Regions from separate parts of the Anas platyrhynchos genome. Here region 2 is linked to region 1. The links are chromatin contacts, called in public Hi-C maps. All regions are on one chromosome and are shown on one strand. Each heading gives the region's core, a stretch centred on a gene start, on an enhancer-like site or on the middle of the called end of the contact. The rest is flanking DNA. Distances are from core to core; before and after follow the strand shown. Region 1 holds the start of GP9 (glycoprotein IX platelet). Region 2 overlaps CFAP92 (cilia and flagella associated protein 92 (putative)).

Region 1 (4,791 bases), core at 787-3,286:
GAAGTAAGACACTCAGTGTGACCAGCTGCTTCTCCAACCACGTGTAACGCAGCACCCAGAGGAACAGAGACCACCTTCGTAAAAACAGAACCTGCGTAGGGGCTCCAAAGGATTCCAGTTATGTTGCATCTGTTTGGATGCTATCAGACGCAGCATTTGTTTCCACTGTATAGCAGCAGGTTTTGTATTCCGTGGCAGCATTCCTGAATATGTGTCACTGATAGTGTGATGCAGGAAACAGGCAGGGATGAAGACAGGCATTTATGAAATCTATGGTCTAGTGGCATGCTTTAGTTTTTTAAAGCTCTCTGTTAAAAAAAGCTCTCTCTCTGTTAAAGAGAGAGAGAAAAAAAAAAATCAAAATCTCATCCATAGATCTTTCTGTGAAAGATAACCACCCGAGCAATACATACATTCACACACACAATTTACCTTTTAGTCAATAAGCAATTACCTCACTTCAAACACTTGGTCTTTCTCTTTCCTCTAAAAGCAACTTGAAACCAAATACCTCAAGAGCAAACCCTTTATTTCCCTTTTATTAGAACATTTAAATCTGACCTCTTGTTAACTGAATGTAATCATTCACCACGGTAATCAACATTTGCCACCTGAAATCTCTAATCTCTGCTGAACATGTTTCAAAGTCATAAGGATAGACAAATGATAAACTGGATATTCCACAAACATCCCACCCACACTTGCAGGAAACCATCCCTAAGACAGAAGGATCTTCCCGTTATTAGCAGTCCACTCACAGGCCCAATTGTTGAGCATCTGACAGGCAGATGGACTGCTCATTTAACGAGAGAAAAATTACTTTCCTCATCTTATAGGGGAAAAAAAATGAAATTCAAAAGGGGTTTTAAGTATTTTTGCCTTCACAGCAGTGTTTAAAATAACTTTTAAAGTGCTAAAGAGCAGAGATACACAGCAAATCATTTTCTTAAGGATGCTCCTAACAAACTTCAGGCTACTGGTAAATGATTTGGACTTAAGGAAGAAAAACATTTTAAATATAAATAAGAATTAAACAATAGTAATTACTATCCAAATAATCTTAAATGTCAAACATTAGTCTGCCTTCAAGAACAGCGTGTTATAAGGAAACAGCAGTTCAGAAGCAGGGTTGTACAGTGCATCTGCAACATATGAAACTCACCTCAAAATGCAGAGCACAGCTCAAGGCCTGTCTCCAAAACAACATATTAAACAAGAGCTGTCCTGAATTAAACATCAGATCCACGGCACACTGGGTTTCCGAAAGTCAACTGCAATATTAATTCTAGTGTTCATGCTTGTAGCTAAAGCTAAGGAAAACTGTATTTCAATTCTCTACCAAATTTTCACGTATGAAATAATAGAGGTCAAAACTAAATTATAGTTTTGTATCATCCTGAATTACTGGCTTTCACCCAAACGTACGCTGAGTGCCTTACGTTCTGAGATGTCATGCTGCTGATATTCTCCAGCAACATGAGAGCTAAGAAATTTGCAAGGTCTTAGGCCTTTCTTGAGCTAGACACATCTCTCCTAACTGGGGAGAAAGGGCATACAGGGAGCCAAGGAGTTCCCCATCCTCTAGGCTGTGCTCTGCTAACCATGACGGCAAGTCTTCCCCGTGCACCTTCCCTGACTATTGGGGAATTCATTTCTACACCAAAATACGAATTGACCCATTGATCCATGCACATAGATCCTTCATCAGACACAAGTAGCTGTGACTAAAACACAACCAAGAACTCTATTTTATGGGCTATTTTTAGCTCCCTGGTATCTTTGTTAGGCTTGTGTGTTCCCAAAGTTGAATCTGAAGCTAACTCTTAAATTTGTATGGAGATTACTACAGCTGAGGAAGAAATTTGTCAGATTTCAGGTGAGTTATTTTAGGCTTTTAAATTGTCAGGTGTAATAGGAAAAGCATATTAGCAATAAAAACGACGGAAAAGCGTTTCCTCTTGTCTGCAGAAAATATAAAAATGCCTCAGGCGCTATATTCCCTGACACATGTCAACCACTTGACACATCTTCCACTGGGCATGGTTTCCTATTATGCATAAGAAAAAGATCGTTGTCTTTAAGCTGTTTCCTTACTGACTCCATAAAGTCAGCTCTGTTGCACCGTGTGCTCCAGCACTTCACTGCGCAGAGGGACGGGAAGCAAGAGGGGAAGAAGAGGGGTAAGTGGCAGTCAGGGGTCAGGCCTGACTCTCACCACCAATTCCTTTCTGCCTTTTGGCCACAGCTGTTAATTTTATTTGATTTGGAATTTCTTCCCTCCTGTCTGCTAAATCAGAAGTGGTATTTTTTTATATATAGATATCGCTAATTTTTCAGTCAGTCCCACAGTCTATCCTTTTAAAATGTCTCTTTAAAAAGAACAGCCCTAATAGATCTCTTGGAAACTATTATACAAGTACCTAGGTTCAGGCCAAAGATCTTCAGACCAACTACTTGCTAACAAAGACATGGGAGGTTGTTAAGATTAATATTTCAGCTACTTTGGGATGAAGTCTGTAATTTTATGTAGCATTAATCCCATTTAAAATATAGAAATTTAGTGTTTAGAATAAGAATTTAAAGATGTCCAACTTCAGGAAGCTAATTACATAATCCTTGTAATCAAATTGAAGTAAATTAATTTAAAAGAAAATCAGTCCATTTTTCCCCACACAATTTTAATCTTAATTAAATGAAACTTCCTTGAGAAAAAAGTCTCAGCTTACTTTTTTATAAGAAAACCTTTTTTTTAAAAAAAAAAAAAAAATCTAAAATCTCTGTACACTTGAAAACAATCATTTGATTTTTTTTTTTCAAAATTCCATTCTAAATAAGTAAATTAAACTCTGGATTTACCTTACCACCTTATATATGAAAAAACTGTAATTTTGTTGTTGTTAATAGGCCTGTTATATCTGCCCACTATTTCTAAGGCTTTGTCCTGTCTAATTTTAAATCATATTCAATGTTCTTCTCACATGTGCCTACAAAAAAATTATACAACTGCAACAACTGCATTCACCTTCTTCAGATAAAAGGAGGCTTCTTTACGGGTGTAGTGATATAAAAACTCAACACATTTTACAGTACCTGCTGAGTAGTACCCAGGACGATATAGCCAGACATTTTTGCCTTAATATACTTATTCAAATGAATTGAAATGTTTTTGTTTGTTTGGTTGGTTGGTTGTTTTTTTTTTTCATTATGTTATGTATTAAAATCAAAGAAAGATGGTTCCACAGTCATGACTTACTCAATCTGAGCAAGGGAGTTTGTATTTAAAATTTCAGTGCAGTCCCAAGGCCTGGTATGCATTTTTAGGTGCAGAGACATAGTAGGAAATATAGGAGGGGAATAATTTTAGAGATTTTAAACTGCAAAATGGATGACACTACAGTGAAAGCCGAGTGAGAGCCACTCCATATAACTAGGAATGACATAGCAAAAAGGGTAATTACCTTCAATCCCAAAGTATGGTCATTTAATCCCTGAAAGACGAGCAGTAATGGATATGCAAAATTTCCAGTTCTCTATTCATCCTGATCTAAATTGTGCTTTCTCAGAATTGCATGAGGGTACAAGGCAGGGGATGAAAAAACAAAGAAACAAAAGCACAACTTTTTACAACATAAAAATTCCTACATCCTGTTTAGGATCTTCATCTGCCCAGAAATAAGATGTTTAGAGGTTTACAATTATTCAGTCTTTTAAACTCAGTTTTGAAATCTCTGACACACAATTTTAACATTAGACTCTTGAAGATATAGAAACTGAATCTAAATCTTTGCCTAAAACTAACCTAGCTATCAGCATCACCTCCTGCTGACAGTCTGTTCCAGAACATTGAATAACAATAAATTTTGTACAGTGATGAAGGAAAAGCAATGAACTAGAGGCAAAAACTGACCTCTGTGCTCTCTCCCAACTGTACTTACAGTACTGAAAATGAAATAGTTGTGTTCTGGTTCTGCATTTAGACATTAGCTAATTAAGGAATCATGCTTATCAGATTATTATTCTTACTCTCTTGCTAGCTGAAGCATGAACAAGGCAGAATTCATCACTGCTGCAGGATTTGCCATATCTTTGCTGTTCTGCATGACCCAAACTGAAGCATGCCCTCCTTCCTGCAGCTGTAAGGCACTGGGAGAAAGGAAGGGTTTGCAGATAGACTGCAGTTCAAGGAAGCTGAAGGAAGTGCCTGCCTTGCCCGTTAACACCAAGAGGCTTTATCTGCAGAATAACAGCCTGAGCACGGTTCCTCCCGGGGCCTTGGACAGCTTGCTCAGTGTGGAGGAAGTAAAACTGTTTGACAATCCTTGGACCTGTGACTGTCATATCCTGTATCTAAAACTCTGGTTAGAAGACATCTCTGAAGCCGCTCTTGCAAACATCAGATGTGCAACTCCTGCTCCGGTGAGGATGAAGCCCTTGAAGCAGCTGACTGGGAACGAGCTGGGGACCTGCAAGAGGTCTCTCCCAACCAAATGCCTTGAGTTCTTTTGGAAAGACTTAATTTTAATTGCAATAGCAATAGTTACATTTATTTTAGTAGCATGGGCTCTGAAATTCTCAAAAAAGGTGGTCTACCAAATAAACCTACGTCGGTACACCACCAGGGGCCTTCTGTTGTGGAGGCACGCCTCCAAAAACCACAAGCTACACTGAGCTCTTCACTACCACCAGCTTGAACAGAAACATCAAACCATGCTACCACGGAAAAAGTACAGGCACTGGCAACACAAGCTGTAGTGGTAAGCGTGCTACAGATAGATCCCAGGACACAAAATC
Region 2 (5,028 bases), core at 2,208-4,707, 78 kb before region 1:
TGCTTTTTCTCCTTTAGAACACTGCTTTCCTTATGCTTCTTTTGTAAGTTATTCATGCTTCAACAGCACTAGTTACATAGTTAACTTGACTGTACTAGGATGGTAAATATACATGTTTACCATATAAATATATATATGCTTAATAAACAAAAAAGATATGTGTGTTATACAGATTGTTTTAAGTCTGTACTATAGGCTAAATATTGACTGGCTTGTTACATGACATTTTACCTCTACCCATCCCCATTTCAGAGGAATTTTCAGTTCCTGCTAGTATTTTCTGAGGTCAGATTGCAGTGTATAGGGTTTATATGTAAACAATTTACTGTGTGTCCCTCATCTTTGCACCCCTTGAAAATTCAAGTAAGCTATCCTTCAAAGCTGGAACTGACAGTCGGCAAGGATATACACATATTTGTTCCTGTTACAGAAGACTTTAATTAAAATGAAAATGAACAGGAAAAGTTCCTTAGCAGAAAATGTCAGAATTCAAAAATGAAAGATTCACAGTCACTTAAGGTTTAGAACATAAATGACTTCAGTGAGGATGATGCCTTTTCAAAGGTCAAACAAGTATTTCTGTATGCACTTGTGTTATAATTAGAAGATAAAACTATGATGGAGACAAGATTTGTATGTTATTTAAGCTATTAAATAAATATATACAAGAAAAATACACAATGCCTAACTCATTATTAAAATTATCCTATATGCTCACTCACTGAGGAAGTTAGCCCAGCTGTCAGTTTCTTTTCATGACGTTTTGATTGAGCCCCTGGAGCTGTCTGTTTACAATGAAGAGAGAATAAAACTCCATGAATAGGAAAAAAACGTAAAACAAATGAAGTTGTGTAATAACAAAAAGAATAATATATAAATGTAATCTCAAAGGTAAGAAATATGACAGGAGATTACAACAGTGGATAAACGGAAACAACTTAGTTTGTTATATCAAAATAGACAACAATTAATATCAGTGTTTAAAAGACATTTTATCGATTATATTTCTAACAGAATGCTGATATTTACACAGTGTTTCTACGTACTTAAAAGTTAGGCACAGTTGGCAAGAAAAAGACCTGACCATGTTACCTATCATACCTCAAGTTCTAGGAATGGCATGTAACTCTTAGGTTGTATTCATTGCTATCAATGATAGGGAACTGAGAAGAGTGGACAGTCAATTTAAAAGTGTAAGGCATTTTGACTAGCAAATTATTTTATCTATTAATTCTTTGTTAACTGATTCACTCTTTTCCTACAGGGAATTAACACACTCATTTCAGAAGGCAGTTCTTCCAAAATTGTGCTTTTGCAATAAAACCTCTGTGACCTGTACAAAAACTCTGGGCTTACTTTATGTTCAAACTTCCCTTCTTATTTACATTGAGCCATAATATTCTAAAATGAATTAATAGACAAATACTACAACCAAACATGTACAATAGTGACTTAACTAACTGAATCATCAATTCTGAAAACACAAGTAGTTTTTACTTGCAGAATTTTCACCAAAAAAATAGAACCATGTTTGTTAATAGTAAGTAACAATTTTATAGCTGGCTTTTTTTTTTTTTTTTTTTTTTTTTGGTAGCTGGCTTTTAGAAGACAGATGCAACAAAACTTCCAATCGATAATCGGTCATTAAGATTTAGGCAAATAGAATGTAGTCTCAAGTCTTCTTAGCCATGTTTATTCAAATAAATTCAGATAGTAGGATACAATGGTTGAAAAGCAAGTCTTTTTTCAGATGATTTTAGCACTGGCATTTCAGAAATAATTTCTAAAAAAAAATAAAGCGTATTCAGCACAATATATCTAATTTTTATGTTTACAGGTTTGAATGCACAGGACTCAGATGTGTCTGAACACACACACAAAAAAAATTGCAAAATTCTTCAAGTACCTTAAGATCTTTTTCTCCTCAACAAAGATCAGAGGCATAAATTTCAGGTTTTCTTCATTTTAATTGAATGATATTGAATATTCATGATATTTATCATAATTGTTGGAATATAAGTAGTTGCCTTTGAATTACTGTGTTATTTATTATCTTGGTACTTAAAAGTTATAATCCCACCTAAACTGATAATCTAGGGAAGATAAAAGTATTTTTCAGCAGATAAAAATGCTTTGAAATGCATCAGCCTCTTACTATAAATTTAAGAATTTTCTGCTCATTCGGATTAGGAGCATCAAGTTCTAACCTCAGTATCTGTCTCTGTATCTGTGAGTGCAGATAAGATCTAAGCAGTTGTTAAACCAATATGCAACTAAAACAGTCCGCTGTTGAAAACATTCACCTATCTCCTATATACAAAATTTGGGATTACTCTGTGTTACGGTATCTTTTACCTTGGAATCACGTTCTGCAAATAGCTTTGCAACCGTCCCAAACACCACCAAATCCAGTTTTCTAGGAACGAGATCATCTGGTAAAAGGAAGTACTCCATGTGATAGCAGCGTTGCGTTCTTAGGAGAGCTCCCGATTCTTCCGCTGGAATTCTCTTTCCTTGCCTATCACGCGGATTGGGTATCTTCTGATTTTGCTCTAGAGAGAATATTGGAATTATCTGGAAGTGCCAAATGATATCAAAGATGATATTCATGGCAAAATTAATGCTGTCTGCAATGATCAAATGGTAACAGGAGTTCAAAAGTGCATTTCTAAGCTCCTGAGAGATCTACCCAGGAAAATCCCAATCAACTCACATCTTATCTACCACTACCTCCTTAACCCACTGAAGACTGCCACAAAAGCTAGAGAGTAATGAAAAAGGTTTCCTAGGAAAGTCTGCATCAGGTACATACTTGTAGCCAAGACAGGGACAGCTAGTGAGACCGTGAAGGTGCAGGTGACAGTGTGCGAGCCATCAGGTTCCAGCGAGCTTTCCTCTGACGGGACGCGCCTGCCGCTTTCACCCTCTGTGGCCAGAGCACCACCAGCACCAGGCACCCCTGGGCTTTCAGGCTCCAACTGTTCAGATGTGCTTTTACAGTGGGCGGTGTTCGGGTCTGCCATCTCTTCTTTATTTTCTTCCTCCATCTCCTCTTCACCCACTGCCTTCTAATCCTCACACTTTTGCTTTGCCGTTGCGTAGTCAGACAAGCGGCTCAGCGACTACGAAAGGAGAAAAACAGTCTCATTTCAGTGCTGCCGTGCGGAACGAATACAAATCCCTACAAGAACCCCAGCAGCAGCAAGGCAGGGTAGCATTAGGTGAACCACAACGTTCCCATTTCGAAAACTTTGTCGAGGCAGAGGCACCCCCAGACGCGACGGAGCCGCCCCCACCCGTGCCCCAACGGCCGCGGGGCTCGGCCCCGACCGTTACCCCCGGGCCCGGCGCTCCCCGGCAGCCGCCTCAGGGAGGGCAGCGGCGGGAGCGGCCTGAGGGAGGTGGCGGCGGGCCTGGCCCCGGCAGGGCCGGGTGTGGGCGCGTCCCCGTCTCGCTCCGCTCAGGAGCATTTCGGTGCCTGCTCCTAACAGGAGTCAGAGCCTTGTGGCCGGGCCCGCACTGTGTCTGCTGCCTGCAGCCCGCACCAGAACTGCTGACAAGCGCACCGGCTGCGCACTCCTCAGGGACTGACTGCAAGCCGTGTTCTGGTCTCACTTCACTATTGCAAACTTGCCCTTTTCCCCTTTGATTTACTCTGAAATTTGTTCATAAAAGACAAACATCTACCCCATGAGCACCACTACATAAAAGTTGAAAGCAGGGGATTTCTTTTTCTCTCAGTAAAGGAGAAGAGCCTTAAACTGTTCCAGATGCTGAATAGCTAAGAAATGTCAACTAAAACATCTGGGTATTCTGCGAGCTGCAGCTGTTTCCTCTGTAGACTACATAATGTGTTGTTTCTTCCCTTCAAATGGTTTAGACCAAGAGAAGGACCACAAAGGAGTTAGCAACAGCATGCTCCCAGGATAAAATCCAAATTGCAGTTGGGTTCTTGTGCTGGCCCCAGTGGTCTCCCATTAGCAGAAGAGTCCATAGCAGAAGAGTCTCCAGACACCAGTTCACGTCCATTTTTAATATATACATTCTTCTTACATTCAGAAGCTTGCTAAGATTCCCTAAAGTAGTTTCTGAAACTCTGTGTTGTATCCATCCCATACGCTCTCCATGCAGCTAAACATACAGAACATCTTTGCGGCTTTTTACACAGCTGATCCGAATTACCTACATGCTCAACAGATGTGTATCTCAAAAATCTTGTATTAAATGAAAAATATCTGTGAGCAGGAGCAGAACTACATGACAGATAGGGACGATCAATTACATTTTCCTTCTTTGTCTTACTGCATACACAGAGCTGTTCCAAATATGCAGGACCCAACAAACAAAAAGCCAACGCCTAACATTTCTGGAGTTACAAGAAACTTAAAGAACATGCCAAGAACAACATCACACCACTAATATTATTTTAACTTATCTCTGAAGTTCCTTGTGAAAGCAACTGTTTCATAAACACCAAACAAATTTTAAAAGTATCTATAACATCACGGCATGACTTTGTTGGAAACAATTTGAAAAACAAATTTTAGGTACTAAGCACTACATTTTCACTTTTCTCCTTGAGAGGAGGAAAATATTTTTTACAGTAATGAAGTGATCTTTGCTGTGAGATGAGCATTCTCCAAAGCCAAACAGTTCTGGCTGGCTCTGTGCAGTGCTACTGAACGAAAGCCCACCACACAAATGAGGCTAGACTACTGATACCCTGCAATGTGAGACACAAAAGCAAACTGTGCTTGTCCTTGGCCCTGCCTCATGTATGAACTGTGAAATAAAATAGGAACATAGTTAAATTAAGTGCAAAGCATTTTTCTCTATAAACACAGTTTATATGCCTTTCCTAATCCCACCACCATCTAATATAATTTAAAACAGAATTCCATCTACGATGCTGGCAAACTTAAGTCTAATTGTGGCAGCTGTCAACCTCTTAAAATAAAAATCTCCAATTAATTAATTCCAATTGCAGTATTTTAATATACTTCTAATTTCCAACTATTATTACAAGAC

Evidence for each region. Hi-C and Micro-C count contacts between places; a contact is called where the count stands out from the background.
Region 2: a Hi-C map of skeletal muscle shows a contact between it and region 1, with 2.7 times the contacts expected there. The contact joins the enhancer-like site here to the promoter of GP9 in region 1. A contact is called at or near these places in 5 of 8 Hi-C or Micro-C datasets (F1 follicle, liver, skeletal muscle and 1 more).

What each region holds. Positions count from the first base shown.
Region 1 is chr13:18,368,265-18,373,055 of IASCAAS_PekinDuck_T2T, reverse strand. GP9 (glycoprotein IX platelet) reads left to right here and starts at 2,036. Exons shown (of 2, transcript XM_072044275.1): 1 at 2,036-2,180; 2 at 4,035-4,791. The coding sequence starts at 4,042. The coding sequence ends at 4,668. All of the region lies in intron 2 of CFAP92 (cilia and flagella associated protein 92 (putative)), which reads right to left.
Region 2 is chr13:18,447,565-18,452,592 of IASCAAS_PekinDuck_T2T, reverse strand. It overlaps CFAP92 (cilia and flagella associated protein 92 (putative)), which reads right to left. Exons shown (of 21, transcript XM_072044254.1): 3 at 2,813-3,122; 4 at 2,356-2,552; 5 at 723-785. The coding sequence starts at 3,047. Among named protein-coding and RNA genes, the nearest start is that of EFCC1, 4.8 kb to the right of the region's middle. Within about 2 kb of position 3,457, at least 1 of the 8 cell types and tissues checked has an H3K27ac peak or open chromatin away from gene starts, as enhancers often do. A contact at or near this core is called in subcutaneous adipose tissue, where this site is marked.